2 separate regions of the Mus musculus genome follow, and region 1 is linked to region 2. The links are chromatin contacts, called in public HiChIP or PLAC-seq maps. All regions are on one chromosome and are shown on one strand. Each heading gives the region's core, a stretch centred on a gene start, on an enhancer-like site or on the middle of the called end of the contact. The rest is flanking DNA. Distances are from core to core; before and after follow the strand shown. Region 1 overlaps Vwa3b (von Willebrand factor A domain containing 3B). Region 2 overlaps Zap70 (zeta-chain (TCR) associated protein kinase).

The links. HiChIP or PLAC-seq counts read pairs in DNA pulled down with a chosen protein or histone mark.
Region 1: a contact with region 2 is called in an H3K27ac HiChIP or PLAC-seq map of embryonic stem cells, with 5 read pairs. The contact joins two enhancer-like sites. A contact is called at or near these places in 1 of 484 Hi-C or Micro-C datasets (CD4 T cells), 4 of 115 datasets of contacts at active chromatin or transcription factors (embryonic stem cells, large pre-B cells and memory CD8 T cells) and 3 of 9 other capture datasets (liver, macrophages and pancreatic islet).

What each region holds. Positions count from the first base shown.
Region 1 is chr1:37,041,263-37,044,868 of GRCm38.p6, reverse strand. It overlaps Vwa3b (von Willebrand factor A domain containing 3B), which reads right to left. Exons shown (of 28, transcript NM_001370828.1): 3 at 2,480-2,574. It overlaps Gm39626 (a long non-coding RNA gene), which reads left to right. Exons shown (of 3, transcript XR_865352.2): 2 at 1,813-1,996; 3 at 2,135-2,302. Among named protein-coding and RNA genes, the nearest start is that of Gm39626, 3.3 kb to the left of the region's middle. Within about 2 kb of position 1,893, at least 26 of the 459 cell types and tissues checked have an H3K27ac peak or open chromatin away from gene starts, as enhancers often do. A contact at or near this core is called in embryonic stem cells, where this site is marked.
Region 2 is chr1:36,769,532-36,773,120 of GRCm38.p6, reverse strand. It overlaps Zap70 (zeta-chain (TCR) associated protein kinase), which reads right to left. Exons shown (of 13, transcript NM_009539.3): 2 at 1,909-2,319; 3 at 1,172-1,332. The coding sequence starts at 2,310. Among named protein-coding and RNA genes, the nearest start is that of Zap70, 9.5 kb to the right of the region's middle. Within about 2 kb of position 1,895, at least 32 of the 459 cell types and tissues checked have an H3K27ac peak or open chromatin away from gene starts, as enhancers often do. A contact at or near this core is called in embryonic stem cells, where this site is marked.

The sequences.
Region 1 (3,606 bases), core at 644-3,143, 270 kb before region 2:
CCACGAACTAGAAAGTGTTCCATAGGTGCCCTTCAAACACCACAGGAACCGGGAAAGAGATTTCAGCCTCTCAGAAAGATAATGAGATTTCTTCAAACTGCAGCACTCAAAATAAAATAAAATAAAATAAAATAAAATAAAATAGTGTCTAGGTTATATCTTATAATATATACAGAACACCAGAAAATGACCAGGGGCACTTTTAAGAAATTGAGTAAAAGAAAGAAAAACTAGCCAAGACAGATTTATTTTTTAAAGTCCCACTGAAAAGTTTTCCTATGTAAGAAGACACTACAAATTATTTCTTCAAAGGTCTCCAGTTCCTTGCAAGGACAGCAGCTCAGGCTCATCCTAGTGACTGTAACTTTTGTCACTCTGCCCTCTCTCCTATGCCAACCTCCCCTGTGCCTGGGTCACCCAGTTACTCATAGCCGCCACTGATACTTTTGGGGACATTCCTAAAGGTGACAAAGACTTGTGGGCAACTTCTTGTTATGTACACATCCTTTAAGCACACCTGGCACAATCGAAAGGCCTTTTAGAATGCAAAGAGGTAGACAGCAGACAAGAAGAACGAAAAGGCCGTGCGTCTATATTCTTGTCTACTCCTCAAAGGCCAGCACCATTTCTCTGCAGCATCGTGGCGCCAGGGATGGAACCTGGGACTTTGCGCATGCTCAACAAGTGCTTGTCCACTGAGCCATGCCCCAGCCCCTGCCATACCTCATGGCTTCTCTGAAGACCTCAGCTTTCAGGGCCCTTGGCATGAAACTGTGTTGTGCGGCTTTTTCCCAATGATGCAATTGCCATTGAGTCCCTTGTACCCTTTTGAGTAAACCCTATAAACTCTGGTTCCGTGGGCTAGATTCAACGGACCCTTTCTGGGGTTAAGCAGGTGGTTGTTCCCATTCCTGTAGACCTAGGAAAAGTCACAGAAAGATCTCAGGGGGTGTGGCGGTGGGTTTATGTGGGCAAAGACACCTCTGCTCTGTGGTGATTTTAATGTGGACCAGTTTAAAACAGTTCTAGTTCACCAAACCCAGAGGTCCAATTTTAAATTATTAAAAACAGTCGGCCCTCTCTATCCACAGGGCCTATATTCTCAAATTCAACCAACCTAGGGTAGAAAATATCTAAAAATGAACTGCATGGATACTGACTATGAACAGGTTATTTATTGTTATTATTTCCTATCCAATATGATATAAGATGTATTCACACAGCATTTATACTGTGTTGGGTATTATAAATCATCTAGCGATAACATATAGAATTGAATGGGTTTTAATGCAAATGCTGTGTTCTGCCAAGTATCTGTTGAGGATTGTGATGGATACTAGTTGTCTACTTGACCACTTCTGAAATCAGCTGAAAACAAGTCCCTTAGCATTCCTGTGAGGGATTTTCTTGATTGGATCCTTTGAGATGGGAAGACCCGCCCTAAATCTGGGCCACACCTTCTGGAGGCAGCCCACATGAATGGACATAAAGAAGGAAGCTTTTTCTTTTTGCTTGCTTGCCCTCACTCTCACTGGCAAGTTCATTACCCTGTTGCTGAGGCATTCCTTTGCTGGTGTTAGCGCCTACTCCTTCAGGGGTACAATGTAGGCTGAAGACCAGCATCCTCTAGGAATCCTCCGATACTCTAGCACCAGACCTGGGCACCCAGTCTCCTGGGCTGAACTACTAGGAATTCTTGGCCTTTCCAACGGGAGGTAGTCATTGTTGGGCTAGCTGAAGCACAGTTTGTGAGCCACTGTAATAAATCCCCTTTCAATAGATATGTTCTTTCTACTAATCCTCTTTCTTTAGACAATCTTGACTAACACAGGGCTCCTGGGAGCGCCTCCTACAGATTCCAAGGAAATAATAGTCCCAGTGGCTCTCAGAGGTGTGTCTCCAACAAGACTTCAGACTTCAGTTGTGGGTCCTAGCCTGACGTGAGTGAGCTCTCCGCCTGCCAGCGCTGGCCCCTCGTCCAATCTGGCTCCGGCAGGTAAGAACAGCCTCCATTTGTCTCTTGGGTGACTCTGGAGATTACTCTCATACTGACTTTTTTTCACCGTCATTTTCAAAATACAGTACATAAAGGGTTTTCTTCTGAGCGAGAGCTCTCGGTACTCTTCTCTTTCAGGCTCTGGGCTTCCTTCCCCAGCTGCTCAATAACTTCATCGTTAAGCCACTGCCCAAAGAAAACAGGAAATGGGAATCCCTCTGGCCCCTGGGATCTTTTGTTGTTTCTTGGTGGAGGGTTTGTTTGTTTATTTGTTTCTTTTTCTTTTTCAAGACAGGGTTTCTCTTTGTAGCCTTAGCTGTCCTGGAACTTACTCTGTACACCAAGCTGGCCTCGAACTTAGAGATTCCCCTGCCTCTGCCTCCTGAGTGCTGGAATTAAAGGCGTGTATCTCCACCACTTAGCCCCTGAGATCTTAATGTGGCCGCAGCCTCTTTCCGTGGGACTGAGGGACCTGTGACTCACGTTGTATAGTCTGCCATCTTCTGCTGTGTAGATCTGTGGGAACAGGCCATCAGCATACCGAGAAGCCACGAGTCTCCTCAAAGAAGTCACATAATCTGTATTTGTATAAAGACAATCAAAACGGCGTATCAGCAAAGACTCTCTTGTTTTTAAACATTTTCCTCAATAATTTGTAATGCTTTGTATTCTGTCCTAAGTCATAAGGTCTCTCAGGAACTATGATAAACATAAGTGCTTATGACATGCAGAAGTCTTGGAAATCATGTGGGGTGGGGTGGAGTTCATTTCCTGCTTCTTTTAGCTAGAACAATTGAGGCAAAGTTCAAAATCACAGCATGAAAACCGTGCTGCCAGGTGGTGGTGGCACACGCCTTTAATCCAGCACTTGGGAGGCAGAGGCCGGTGGGTTTCTGAGTTCGAGGCTAGCCTGGTCTACAAAGTAGGTTCCAGGACAGCCAGGGCTATACAGAGAAACCCTGTCTCGAAAAAATAAAATAAAATAATAATAAATAAATAAATAAGCAAATAAATAAATAAATAAATAAATAAAAACCGTGCTTAACACCTCGAGTCTTACTGAAGGTTTGGACTTAATTTACATAACTTGGGGGGAAAAAATGGGCACGCATGTTAGTCACCATTTTAATCCCAATACCTGGGAAGTAGAAGCAGGAGGATGAGGAGTTCAAAGCCAGCCTGGGTTAAATGCATATGAGGTCATCTCAATAAACCAAAAATATGGGCGTCCACACGCACACACGTAAGCACACCTGACCGACCCCACACGAGCATGAACACTACACATGCACACCACACCACACACATACAAATCAAAGTTTCAAGAGGAAATGTTGTTCTTGTTTTTTAATTAGCCAAGCATAATGAATAAGTATAAAAATTCAACTTAGGGACTACCTACTGCTCAGGTGAAATGAACTGAGTGCGTAATCGATCCAGAGGACCCAAGCATGACGTCAGCGTGACGTCAGCATCACAAGATTTGGCCCGGGCTTGAGAGGGGTAGGTTTGTGGACACTCAGCAGCCAGCTGAAATGCACACTAGGTTCTCTGTCACAGGACTACTGGATTGTTTGCTCAGCTGTGCAAACATTTAGGTACATAGTCTA
Region 2 (3,589 bases), core at 646-3,145:
AGACCAGGCTGGCCTTGAACTCAGAAATCCGCCTGCCTCTGCCTCCCAAGTGCTGGGATTAAAGGCGTGTGCCACCACCACTGCCCAGCTATTATTTTTAATTGTATGTATGGGAAGTGGGGTATGTGCCTGTGAGTGCAGGGGGAGGGGGGCTGTGGTTACAGGTGAATGTAAGCCGTGCCGCAGGTGCTGGGAACCGCTGATCCCTCTCTCCAGTCTGGTATTATACACACTCTTCCCTTTCCACTGACAGCAAAGTCCAGGAGAGAATGCTATCTCTGGGGAGACCTGCAGGCTCTCAGCACAGACCACATTGAGGGTCAAGGGTTAGTTCTTCAAGCAGATCCTGGGAAAGGGAACAGCCCTGGGGGAGGAGGCGGAGCAATGATTCATCGCAGAGAGGCCCTAGGGACTGTCCCCCAGGCTACTTGATATAAACACTGGGCTTTCTGGGGTCACAGAGAGAGGCAGGCACCAACTCTCCTATCTGGATGCCTAGTGACTGGCTGATATCTGAATAACATTTATACTTAAAACACCCACACCCAAGCAAGGAAGTAGCACCTGGCCCTGGCTTTTGAATGTTCAGCAGGCTTCTAAAAAAAAAAAAAGAGCTTCAGACTCTGACTGTAAGAAACTCATGAATGACCCCTGCCATGGCTCAGACACACAGACACAGCATCAGCCTCCATGCCCCACCCACGCCCCCTCTGACCACGCCCTCACCTCCAGCTTCCAGGTCTGGCGCACATAGTCACACACCATAGCATCGCGCAGGAACACAAGGGCTCATATCTAACTTGCCTACGCTACTGCTCTACACACATTGATTCCTGAGATTCTTTACACAGGTCTCAGGCAGACACTGCTGGCATCTATAGAATAGATTCCTTCAACATCCTCCCTGTCTAATCCATACCATTGCCTGCTACCCAGCCCGTAGCCTACAGGCAGCAAAAAGCTAGGCTCAATGCAGGTGACTCCAGCTCTGGAGTCCTTCCAGTTCACTGTAAGGACTTTACCGTATCAAAGTACCTCTGCGCATGTGCACACAGACATATTTGCTCTTCGAGCCCACGTGCACACTCAGGTCTGCCTGCCCACCTGGCCCCCAGGATTTCAACCAATAAGCCCTGGCCCCTCATCAACTGCACTCCCATGCCCCACATACAGGAACTTGCCGTCGGTCTGCTGGCCGGAATAGAGTTTGCGCTCGGCCTCCTCACGAGTCAGGCTGCTGTGATACCAGGGCATTCGCTCGTGGGCTGTGGTAGCAATGAGCTTCTCCACCTGTGGGGCCTGGCTGATGATGGCCTGCTCTAGTGCATCGCCCTGAGGAGGAGGAAAGAGGAGCGTTATGGGAGTGGCCAAGTGGCCAGCCACCAGAACCCACTTGCTTGCTCTGTACTTTCCAGAACACCTGTTCCGTAAGAGGAACCCACCCACCTAGGCATCCCTAGAGTGTGTCTGAAAGCTGTTGGAGGAACCTCTGTCAGCTCTAAGGTCTCCTTCCTAATCCACCCAGGGAGGCACCGTGCCTAGGCTTCACCTTCTAGGCCAGCTTGAAGCTCATCAGCTTCAAGGTCCTACACAATTTCCTGCTCAAGCATAGCACATGCTGAGGACTACAGCCTATAGTCTCTGTCTGCCATCCTTCTGTAGGCCACAGGCCTGCCCTTCATGGTCCTCTCTGGCACCTTCAGGCGCATCATAGATGGTGAAGCACCACAGCATCATTCAGGCTGCGCAAGCCTGGACCTGCAAGTCCTCCTTCCAGGTCATGGGCTCAACTAGGGCCTCAGCATTCTGTCACTTCCAAATCCCAGGCCTCAGAGCATCTTGCAAGCCAATGAAGACACAGCATCAGCCTCCATGCCTCGCCCACTCCCCCTCTGACCACGCCCTCACCTCCAGCTTCCAGGTCTGGCGCACGTAGTCGCGCACCATAGCATCACGCAGGCAGTCGAAGACCCCGGGCTGTGGCTCCAGTCCGGGCGGCCGGTTACACGGCTTACGCAGGTTGCAGGGCAGCCCGTCGGGGTCCTGAGAGTAGAACTGGCAGAGCTCGGCCGGGCCGCAGTGCGCCTTCCCGCCCGCGATGGCGTACGTGCCGTTGAGTTGGCGCTCGATGGGGAAATGGTGGAAGCGCACGTCGTGCACCAACGACAGCACGTAGCCGCCCAGGGAGCGCAAACACTGGCGCAGGAGGAACAGCCCGTCGGCCATGCCTGCCAGCTTCAGGTGCTCCTCGGCCTCAGCCCGCGAGATGCTGCCATAGAAGAATGGCAGGTGCGCCGCGGGATCGGGCATCGCTGGACCCTGTGGGTGCAAAGGCGTTTCAGGGCCATCATGGTGCCTCATCTTTGCACGGGAGTCAGTTCCAGAGAGGAGCTACCCTGTCCTGGCACCCACTTCTGAAACCCACTTCTGACTTTTTGGGGACCTGTGCACAACATCCAGACACCCCGAAGGTCCCCAGGTCTGAACTGACCCTTCAGTTTCCAAAGATATGTCATTCCCTTCCCTTTCGAAGGCCACACACACACGGGAGGTGGCGGTCAATAGTGTGATAGGCGTGACCATTACCATTATAGATTGAAGTCTGGGTTTTAAAGAATGATATGAGAGAATGAGGTTACCATGGCTAGAAGGGCCTCCCCCTCTAGCTCAGAGCATGAGGATAAGGTGGAACCATCTCAAAAAAAAAAAAAAAAAAAAAAAAAAAAAAAACTTATAGGGGAAGCTGGACGGTGTTGGCCCACGCCTTTAATCCCAGCATTTGGCAGGCAGAGGCAGGTAGATCTGTGAGTTCAAGGACAGCCTGATCTACAGAGCAAGATCCAGGACAACCAAGGCTACACAGAGAAACCCTGTCTTGAAAAAATAAAACAAAACAAAAACAGGAGGGGAGAGTGTAAGGCAGAGCAAGGCTAACTAACTGCTCAGCAGGGAACCTGGCCCCAGTCTTCCCTGCTTCCCAGAGGATGCCCTTGGTCTCCTGTAATTCCCTTTGTCCCCACCCCTCTGCCTGCCAGAACCAGCTTCAGAAAGTAAGAGCTAATCTGACTATCCATCCATAGACAGATTGTTAAAAGTCAGGATTTTACTCTAATGTTAAGTCTGATGCAACCATGAGGACGAAATGGGGTTTGTGGTTAGGGAGAAGAGACAGAAAAGCATGGTGGCCCGAGTATGCTACCCCAGCGTTTGAGAGGCTGAGGCAGGAGGGTCACATGAATTTAAGGTCAGCTTGGGGTAAATGGATGGATAAATGAGTGGATGGATGGACAGATGGACAGATAGACAGACACATAGATAATAGATCTAAGAATGATAGATAGGTATATAGATACATAGAAACATAGATGATAGACAAATCTGAGACAGACAGATAGATAGACAGACATAGATGATAGATCTGAGATAAATATATGGTATATTGATACATACATGCTAGACAGATCTGAGGTAGATAGATGAACAAACAGGCAGACAGATAGACAGATAATATGATAGGCAAGTGATTTTAAATTGTCTACCCTGAACTCCCTGGAAGGCTGCTAGTATCCTGTATCTTGTTCAAGCTTGG